Linked DNA regions of Zea mays: all the other regions are linked to region 3. A link is a contact called in public Hi-C data. All regions are on one chromosome and are shown on one strand. The core of a region is the stretch at or near the end of the contact, and the rest is flanking DNA. Distances in the headings are between cores, read along the strand shown. Region 1 holds the start of LOC100282698 (phosphatase DCR2). Region 2 holds the start of LOC100282175 (GATA transcription factor 25). Region 3 holds the start of LOC103629592 (subtilisin-like protease).

What was found. Hi-C and Micro-C count contacts between places; a contact is called where the count stands out from the background.
Region 1: a contact with region 3 is called in a Hi-C map of endosperm, with 2.3 times the contacts expected there. The contact joins the promoter of LOC100282698 here to the promoter of LOC103629592 in region 3. A contact is called at or near these places in 3 of 25 Hi-C or Micro-C datasets (ear, endosperm and leaf).
Region 2: a contact with region 3 is called in a Hi-C map of endosperm, with 2.3 times the contacts expected there. The contact joins the promoter of LOC100282175 here to the promoter of LOC103629592 in region 3. A contact is called at or near these places in 3 of 25 Hi-C or Micro-C datasets (ear, endosperm and tassel).

The regions. Positions count from the first base shown.
Region 1 is chr6:96,992,670-96,995,801 of Zm-B73-REFERENCE-NAM-5.0, reverse strand. LOC100282698 (phosphatase DCR2) reads right to left here and starts at 1,676. Exons shown (of 4, transcript NM_001371881.1): 1 at 1,438-1,676; 2 at 1,154-1,304; 3 at 607-998. The coding sequence starts at 1,638.
Region 2 is chr6:97,029,965-97,032,952 of Zm-B73-REFERENCE-NAM-5.0, reverse strand. It overlaps LOC100282175 (GATA transcription factor 25), which reads right to left and starts at 1,473. Exons shown (of 7, transcript NM_001412071.1): 1 at 757-1,473; 2 at 575-655; 3 at 346-458. The coding sequence starts at 1,242.
Region 3 is chr6:96,709,449-96,712,818 of Zm-B73-REFERENCE-NAM-5.0, reverse strand. It overlaps LOC103629592 (subtilisin-like protease), which reads left to right and starts at 1,520. Exons shown (of 11, transcript NM_001301471.1): 1 at 1,520-1,820; 2 at 2,490-2,698; 3 at 2,939-3,083; 4 at 3,182-3,370. The coding sequence starts at 2,517. LOC103629593 (probable aminodeoxychorismate synthase, chloroplastic) reads left to right here. Exons shown (of 13, transcript XM_020539309.3): 13 at 1-647. The coding sequence ends at 179.

The DNA.
Region 1 (3,132 bases), core at 427-2,926, 280 kb before region 3:
CTTCAATGATGAAGTTTTTCAAGAATGGTGGAGGAAAGCTGAGGCAAGGTTGCCTAAATGCAAGGAAAAAGGTTTAAATTCCCTGGTTATGATTGTGGCATGGTGTGTTTGGAAGCATAGGAATGCTTGTATTTTTTAGAAGAACCCTCCTAGCACACCCAGAGTTCAGCAAGAAATTTTAGAGGAGGTCAGAGCTTGGTTTTAGGCTGGGCCTGCGGTCTTAAGAGAACTTTGGCCATAGCTGTTGGTAGTTAGTAATGCTATAAGCTTTTATCATTATGGATCCCTATAAGTATGTCAGGTTTTGGCCCCCAGGGGTGTATGTACCCTCTCTTGTATCGGTCTAGTTTGGATCCTTTCTTTTCCTTCTTAATATAAAGATGTGCAGTTCTCCTGCAAGTTAGAGAGAGAAAAAAGAAATACAGAGTATATATACAAATACAACAATTGTGTCTGAATATGAACAAATGGTACCTAAGCAAACTTGATTAACTGTTGGTCCCAGATTTGTTCAATAGTTTCTAACACTTCATTTTTTAGCGTTCTCAAATTACAATCACAACTTCACATGCTGTGATTTTGTTATCAATAATAATCAGAAAGTACCTGAAGCTCCAGGGAAGTAGAACGAAGCCAGGCGAGTTGAGACTCTCTGATCCATCCATATGTTTTAACTCCATTCACCATTTCACGATCACCGCTATCCAGGAAGTAAAGGTTAAGCAGGCTAGTATTGACCAGCTCGGATCCGAATGGCCCATGGATGCCAACATGATAATTCCCAAACCCATGTACCAAAAAACCAGGTGGGTTTACTTGAGATACCGAGTAGTCCATTAGAGACATGAAGGTCATCAGCTCCTCCCGGGTCATTGTCGACTCTTGGTCATGATTACCTAAGATGGCAGCCCATGGCACCCTGTATTCGATAGCAGGGCTGATTGCTCTGAGTAGTGATTCTGCTGCGTCAGTTGCACTGCCCCCAAATATGTTGTCCCCTGATCCAAATTGAACCAACGTGAGCGTTAAGATTAAATTACAATGCGCCCCTTTTGCTTGTATATGTAAAGGACTAAAAGGGAAACAACTTTCGTAGTCTAGGAGCACAAAAGGGCAAGTAATAGGATGTAGAAAGGAGAAGAGAGAAGCGCACCGGTGAAGGCGATGAGGTCGGGCTTCTCGGCCTCGATGACACGGCGCAGGAACCGCGTGGTGTTGAGGTCGGAGCAGCGCGCGCCGCCGCCTTCGGGGCCCACGTCCCGGCAGCGCGTGGTGGCGCCGTTGCCGAAGTGCATGTCCGCCACCTAGCAGCGGGCGTCAGAGAGCGGGATCAGGTCGTAAGCTTCCTAGACGAACGCGCGGGGGGGCGGACGGGAAGCAAGCGCGAGCGAGCGAGTGCGCGCGTGGGTGGGCTGGGCCTGGGCGAGAGGCGCGCACCTGGAGGATCTTGAAGGCGCCATCGTGGCGGAACCGGAGAGGGAGGGGCGCGGCCGCCTTGATGCGGGGCACGGCGGCGTCGGGGTCCGGGTCCAGCACGGCGGCGAGGCGGAGCAGCAGAAGCGCAAGGAGGCAGGGGATCAGCAGGGAGACGAGAGCTGCCAGGTGGGACGAGGCCATCGGTCTCTCAGCTACCTCCATGCCGAAACCGAACCGAACCAACAGGCGTGAACATGTCGCTTGTTGTTTTTTCAGGTTCAGTCTTCATATTGCCTTTGCCTGGATTGTTTTCATAGCACAGCCAGCACTGGCAGCATCACTATCATCCCCTGTCCGTCAGCTTCAATGGCTGCCATGTTCCACTACGTAAAAGAGGGCTACCGGCAATTTGACGTTTACTATGTTACCTTGTGAGTGATGACATAAAAGATGTCCTAAAATAAGATGATGGTGGTCACAGGCTACCAAGTCTTGGCCGTCCAGGTATTAGGTAAGCAACATGGCTGAATTTCGTGGCCCTGCATACGGTGCCATGAGTTTATTTATTTATTTAGTTTTGTCCGGGAACCAATTTATCGAATGATCCATAGTTATGTAACACCCCGTCTAATCCCTATAGCGGCGGTACTTACTCCTGACAGCTTTCTAAGATCATATATCGTCCCCACAAACTAACACGAGTTTTTTTGTGCACTTTGTCCTCACTCATGCGCACCCGAGAAAACTTCTCAGTCGGTTACTCATCCCAAATTGCTCCAAACCAATCACGTTTAACTTGGAGGTTCTTTAGAGATAGGCTTCCGAAAAAGAAGATGCAACTTGTTGATACGAATACTCTATTAATTCTATTAAACTTTTGGCCAGGATATCACAATTCACCCCCTTAGAAGACCGACGTCCTCGTCGGTCAACCCCAATCCAGAAACCTCCCCTCTTAGCCACGTCCGTGTGTCTAGTGTCGTCATATGCCATGCCATGTGACCACTTCAGACCCACATGCGCCATGCGCCATATACCCGAACCCTCTAGCTCACACACGCCCGTGAAACCTCGAGGGTCAGCTCTGATACCACTTGTAACACCCCGTCCAATCCTGGACCGACGGTACTTACTCCTGGCAGCTGTCGGCGTTTCGAGACAGGGGGGTCCCTAAGCCGACGAGTGAGTGTGCTGCGTGCCCCAGCCCAGATGGGTCGAGCGCGTGGGCGAGCGCGAAGGGGGGAGTGGCGAGGTGGCCGGAGTCGAGCGTGAGAGAGGTGTAAGTCCCGCGGCCTTCGTGTTCGTCCCGCGCCCAGGTCAGGTGCGCTTGCAGTAGGGGGGTTACAAGCGTCCACGCGGGTGAGGGAAGCGAGCGGCCCCAAGAGAGCGCCTGTCCCGTCCTCGGTCCCGCGCGGCCAACCTTTTCTGAGAAGGCCCTGGTCCTTCCTTTTATAGTCGTAAGGAGAGGATCCAGGTGTACAATGGGGGGTGTAGCAGAGTGCTACGTGTCTAGCGGAGGGAGAGCTAGCGCCCTAGGTACATGCCAATGTGGCAGCCGGAGAGATCTGGGCACCCTGCTGGCGTGATGTCGTGGCTGTCGGAGGTGCGGCGGAGCCTGATGGAGGGACAGCTATTGGAGCGGTCGAGTCCCTGCTGACGTTGTCCTGCTTCCGTAAGAGAGCCGGGGGCCGCCGTCGTCATAGAGCTTGTGGAGCG
Region 2 (2,988 bases), core at 224-2,723, 320 kb before region 3:
TCGGTGACACAACTCTCACCACTACACCAATCCTGCCCTTCTAGGCACTACTAAAAATACCACATAAAAACAGGGTTCACGAATAATTGATTTATTCTAATCATAATAACTTGGAAAATGCCATGGAGTTAGGACATGCATCTTCCCACTTGGAACTAGTTACATTTGAACAAATGTACACAAGAGATGTATTGAGTTTCAAGGGCAATAGGATACCATACAATAGAACAAATCCTTGGTTTCCAATCACAATTTAAGTTTATTAAGTTCCGACAGAACAAACTTAATGCCACTTTAGATAGTACGAACAGTGTAACCAGCCAAAGTTAAACAGCTATCACCAACCTAAGTGCAACTTCCTTCCGGACATTGTACCGGATCTTCTTATCAAAGTTCCGCTCCTTCCGCTTTTCCCTAAATCTCATCAGTGATGCCACCCGATGTGGAAAGTTCAACCTCTGAAAGGAGGAGACGAGCAAACACAGGTATGTGAACTATCCATTCCAGTTTGCAGTTACTATGGACATAGTCACGGGCATTATTATACATAAGATTCAACATCACATATCCCAACCTTACTATAAGGTGCAGAGGACGACGCTCCGCTCAGGCTACTCAGCTCCCTGCCTCCAAGCAGCAGAAGCACGGCTTGGACCTGCAGACAGAACCAAAAACTCTCATCGGTCTAGCGAATTGAATTGGCTACACGCAGAGAAAACAAGTTCACGTCTACAGAGGGCAGAAGAGGAGAGGCACCTTATCAGGGGAGACAGAGTCGAATACATAGACCTCGCCCTGGAACGAGAGGGTGAGCTGGTTGGTCGCCATGGGTGGCACGGTCCCAGGCACCAACACCGAGTGCGGGTCCATCTGCGCGCCAGCGGCCGCCACGGCGGCGGCAGCAGCAGCATCTGCGTCCATGGGAACGTGCTCCACACCGATGCCGCCGTGCTGCCCTTCCTGCTCATCGTCGTCGTCGTCGTCGTCCTCCATCTCGTCTTCCTCCTCGTCCTCCCCTTCTTCCTCCCCAACCTCCTGCTCGTGCCCCTGCAGCAGCTGCTGTTGTTCCGCGCCCAAGCGACTCAACGCCTCCGCCTCGGCGGCGGCCGCCACGAGGTGCTCCACCGACGGGGCAACGGCGGCAGGAGGCGGGACGGCTATCCCGTCCGCCGGCTGCGGGGGGCGCTCGGGCCCCCGGCGCGGCTGGTAGGGCTTGCTTCCGTCATGGTGGGAGTGGGACATTGATGGACGGTGAGGGATCGGATCGGAACGGACGATGGGGATTGGGGTGGAGGGTAACCCTACCCTAGGATTTCGATCTGTTTTCGATTTGGAGGGTGGACATGCAGGAGGCGGCCGTGTGGGTCCGGGTTTTTGTTGACAGATCACAGACGTCGGATCCACTAGTTTTTGCAGTACAGTGTCCCTAGTCGCTACTTCTCTACTATCTATTAAAGTCAATAGTGTAGACTCTTTGCACAACCATGTCCCGCCAGGCTCTCCCCACCCTTCTCCGTTCGCCCTGGCCTCAGCGCCGCATCCTCCGCGATGCTTGCGCGCCAGTCTCCGCTCCGTGTCCGCCGCCCACGCTCCCCCGTCCCCGCCTCCCACCAAAGATCGATCAAGGCGGCGATCTTCTCCGCCAGGGCCTTCGCGCTGGCGGCTGTCCGTGCGCAGGGGCAGCATCACGGCAGCGGGCTCTTGAACCACCAGAACTTCTACTCACCACGCATGGCAATCTACCCTCTGTGATCGCCACTGAGAACGTCGACGCGCTGCTCGGGCAGGGCCTCCTCGTCGCGCGGCTCAAGTCGCACAGGTCAACATAATACCAACGCTCGTTCCTGCTCCCGTCCGAATCACCTGCACTTTTTCCCCCTTCATGTTCCTGCTTGTGCATTTGTTGCGGTTGAGGGGTGCTTTGGATATGAGGTTCTTAGTAGTTAGTTCTTAGACTGGTCGTAAACTTGCAGTGTGGTTAGCCTAAGATCTGCATGTGGCCAAGCAGGCATGACCAGTCGCTGTGGAGCCAGTGGCGGTGGGTGAGCTATTGCTGGGACTCATGAATTGTTGTAATGTCGTTGATTAGGAAAGGGAATTGCTTCTCAATTGTTTGGGTTGTTAGCAGTAGCAATGCTTGATGTAATGATAGTGACATGAGTTACTACCCAAGCGGGTGCTCACAAGCTAGGCATTGTAAATGTTGCCTTTTGGTTGTGGGAATCAGTGTTGGTAGCGGGTGCTCACAAGCTGAGCACTGTAAATATTACATTTTGGTTGTGGTAATCGCCCAATCAGTGTTGGTAGTTTGGAGTTCCTGAATGTAGGGCTGGGCAAAAAACCCGAAACCCGAAATACCCTAAACCCGAATTTTGTTCGGGAATTTCGGGTAATTCGGGTATCACAATCGGGTACCCGAATTACCCAAACTTTCATGTGTCATGTACTAATGTCATACTTAATTATTAATTTGTACATCTATAATTATGTGTAAGTGTGCATAACTTGTGATTGTAGATTGCTTGTGTTTTATATATTCACGTATATCATTATTCAAACTATATTTTTATACTAATTTAATAGGGTGTATGTGTTTTTACGAAGCCGACACAATAGTTCGGGTAGTTCGGGAATACCCGAACCCGAACCCGAAATTCCGGGTACCCGAATTTTCGGGTATTGCAAAACCCGTTGTAATTTCGGGTATCGATTCTCAAAACCCGAAATTTTAAAAACCCGAATTACCCGACCCGAATTTTTCGGGTAACCCGAACGCCCACCCCTACCTGAATGTAGTACTGGTTAAAGTATCCTTTTTCTTCCTTGCAAAGGTTTTTACGAGTGATGCCTACATGTTTGCAACTCAGTAGGTGGAGCTGTCCAAGCACCTCACCAATGCAGAATGGAACCTTGTGAAAGCAGCTAATCCCTGTGCGGAAGACGTACTCGCAGAACATGACTCTACTGCAGATGAGTCATAACTACTTA
Region 3 (3,370 bases), core at 271-2,770:
TGCACGACGGAGAAGCCTCGGTCGGGGCGGGTGGGGCGATCGTAGCGCTGTCGAGCCCAGAAGCAGAGTACGACGAAATGCTGCTGAAAGCGAAAGCCCCGACTGAGGTGGTTGAGGATCTCGTTCAGACGATCTACAGCTCAGACCGGTCGGATTCCATGCAGACAACTATCAGCTAGATCAGATAGGCAAAGGACCATTATTTGTCGCGACACCAAGCGCTTACGATGGACCTCGGCAAACACCATGTGTCTCAGAAATTTGGTATCAGTGACCGGTGCGTGCTGATGAACATTGGCAGTGGGAGAGGGGGGGGGGGGGGGGGGGGGGGGGTGAGGTGGCGTATCTTCTTTGCGATGGTCATCCCTTTGCCAGAAGGAAATAAAGGAGACGCGAAGAGGATGTCGAGGTCAGTCGGATCCACGGTTAGCATATAGAGTCAGGTGACATGGCCTCTCTCAACTATAGTGTGTGTGTGTGTGTGGCATATACGGTGAGCATATACAAGAACAACAGTGTGTGTGTGGCAGAAGTGAAACAAACTGATACGGTTGTGTTGCACTGTCGTACCAGTTCAATGTTCCTGAAGTGATATTATTCTTTGACGTTATAAATACTTCGAGGGTGGGTGGGCGAATTTCACGTTTTGTCGACGTTTCCTGGGTTGAGCTTTCCATCCAGCTTCTCAAATCCCATTTTACTCTGAATATTCTGTTGACAGGGATTTCTGTTATTAAAGATTCGGAGCAGTTTGTTGTTGTTGCTTTTGACGGTGACCTTCATGAATCCTGACTCCTGAGATGCATTTTTTTTGTGTTTAGTTTTGCGACTGAGACCTGTGGAGGGAAAACTCCAAGGTTTGTGCAACTGCAACTGATTTCAGAGTTTCAGTGCCACAGTTTCTTCCTTTCTTACTGATTTCAGAGTTTCAGCTCGAGCCTATCTCTAGCAGGTCTCCTGTGTTTTACTATAGTGATTAGATCTATAATGCGGTTTTTATGACGTGTGTTGTTGGTTTGGATTTGGAGAGAGTCCGCTCCACTCCGCGCCGGGGCCCACGGGCCACGGCCCCTGCTTGGCAGGCTGGGTCTCTGGTCAGTCACGACTCACGCGGGCCGGGCGCACACTAGAGGAGACCTGCTGCTACCGAACAAGACCATGAGCCAATTGTCACTGACATGTCGGACACCTCACCAAGACCAGGTGCACGCATTCCGAACCGGTGATTGCTCCTCCCCCATGCCCATGCGGCCATATCCGGAGGACGTGTCGCCGTCGATTTTATTATAAAAAGGACTTCTCCGTACGCCGCGTTCACAGCGCCTCTCCCACTGACACCTTCGGCCCTGCCGGGACGGCTTATCTACGTGGCGAGAGCGGGAGCAGCGAGCTGCAAAGGGAGAGAGAGAGAGAGAAAAAAAACCCCAAGGATTTGAGATGCTTGCCTTGCCTCTCCCTCCATTAAAGACAAGGGAGGCAGCCAAAAGGCGACGCACCATTAGCCAAGCCAGTACCATCGCAAGCACGCACCTTTGCCTCCCTTCCGCTCCCCGCCTCCCCCCTCACTCACTGCCCACTGCCACTCCACTCCCCGCTCCCCAAACCCTACCCCAACGGCCCAACCCCCCGGAGCGGAGCGGAGCGATTCGCTGGTCCCGCCAGCGCCGCGCCCGGGCATGCCGCCGCCATTGGGTGGCGCGACCGACGACGCCCACTGAGCCGTGCGCCGGGGAGCCGCCGCTGTTCCTTCCTCGGTGTCCAGTGGATTGGAGTGGAGATCCCGCCGGAAGCGGAGGCAGGAACCGCCCCTGCTGTCGCGAGTGAGTGATCGTCGGTTGCAATCGTTGCATTGAGTCCTTCGCTCTTAGTATTTCCTTGTCGGACACCAGAAAAAGAAGTAGAAGAAAAAAAGATTCCGTTCTGTTCTTCTTGCCCTCCGGAAACTACTCGATCGAAACGCTTCTTTCTCGTTGTTCCCCCAGCTACTAAAAGTGACAGCGTTTTACTAGCTCATCGTCTGAACACCAAACCTCTCATCTCATGCATGAATGCATATGCAGTGCATCCAAGGCGCAGGCGGTAGCCGTTCTCTCCTTCTCGTATCGATCGCGTCATTTAATCTGCGCCATTTAACGCCACTGCCAACCCCTGATTTAAGAGGTTCCATAAATGCTCCCACACCTCCACGGGAAGCCCCCCGGGGGGGGGGGGGGGTGGGCTAGCTCTGCCACCGCGGGCACGTACTGGCTGTGGACCACTGTGATGCCGCACCTTGAGTGACATGGCCGTGTGATTTACTGGAAGGTTGCACCGCGCGCGGCAGTCAGTGTTGCCCGCCTAGTACTGCTTCTACCCTTGCTGGTCTGGCCGGGGGCGGCGTCACAAAGCTTTCGACTGACTGCAGTGCAGATGCATGCTTTTTCAATTTTTGTTTGTTTGTGCTGAATACTTGCGTGACCTCGTGCTTTCTGGCTCTCTATATTTGGAAGGTTCTGCGGTGCTGACATCGGTGAAAGATGAGGAGGATCAGGCTTGCCTGTTTGCTTGTTATCTTTGTGCAAGTGCAATGGGCGGCCCTTGGAACGCATGATGTGTACATCGTGACCATGGAAGGGGATCCGGTCGTTAGCTACAGAGGCGGTGTCCAAGGATTTCCAGCAACCGCTGTGGATTCGGACGAGGAAATTGATCTAACCAGGTAATGAACTACTCTCGCTGATGCTTTTCTTTGCCATGGCTCTCAAGACTGATTGTTGTTCAATTTCGTTTCTGAAGCTTTATTGCTATCTGAACTTGCCTGCCGTTATTTTTCCTATAGGATCCTTGATGTCAAACTCTGAAAGTTCCTTACTATATTTTTGCATTGCACTCTGGCTTGCGCTTAGCATGTTTCAAACACAATAGTTTTGCCTTCATTTCAAGCTTACTGATTTTGCAGCGAGGCTGTCAAATCGTATGCCCTCCACCTCCGAGGACACCATGACAAGCTGCTAGACTCGCTTTTAGTAGAAGGAACTTACGAGAAGCTTTATAGCTACCATCATCTCATCAATGGCTTCGCAGTTCACATGTCGCCACTGCAGGTATTTGGTGTCCCGATTTTGCTTAGAGGCGCATGTCCTTTTCCCCATTTGAGTTCTTGGTTGTTATCTTGTTTGAACACTGTGTTTTGCTGTGGCAGGCTGAGTTCTTGAAGAAAGCCCCAGGAGTTAAGCATGTTGAGAGAGACATGAAGGTACAGAAATTGACTACACACACACCTCAGTTTCTTGGATTGCCAACTGGGGTATGGTCAACAGGAGGTGGGCTTGATAGAGCTGGTGAAGATGTTGTGATCGGTTTCGTGGATTCTGGAATTTACCCTGAACAT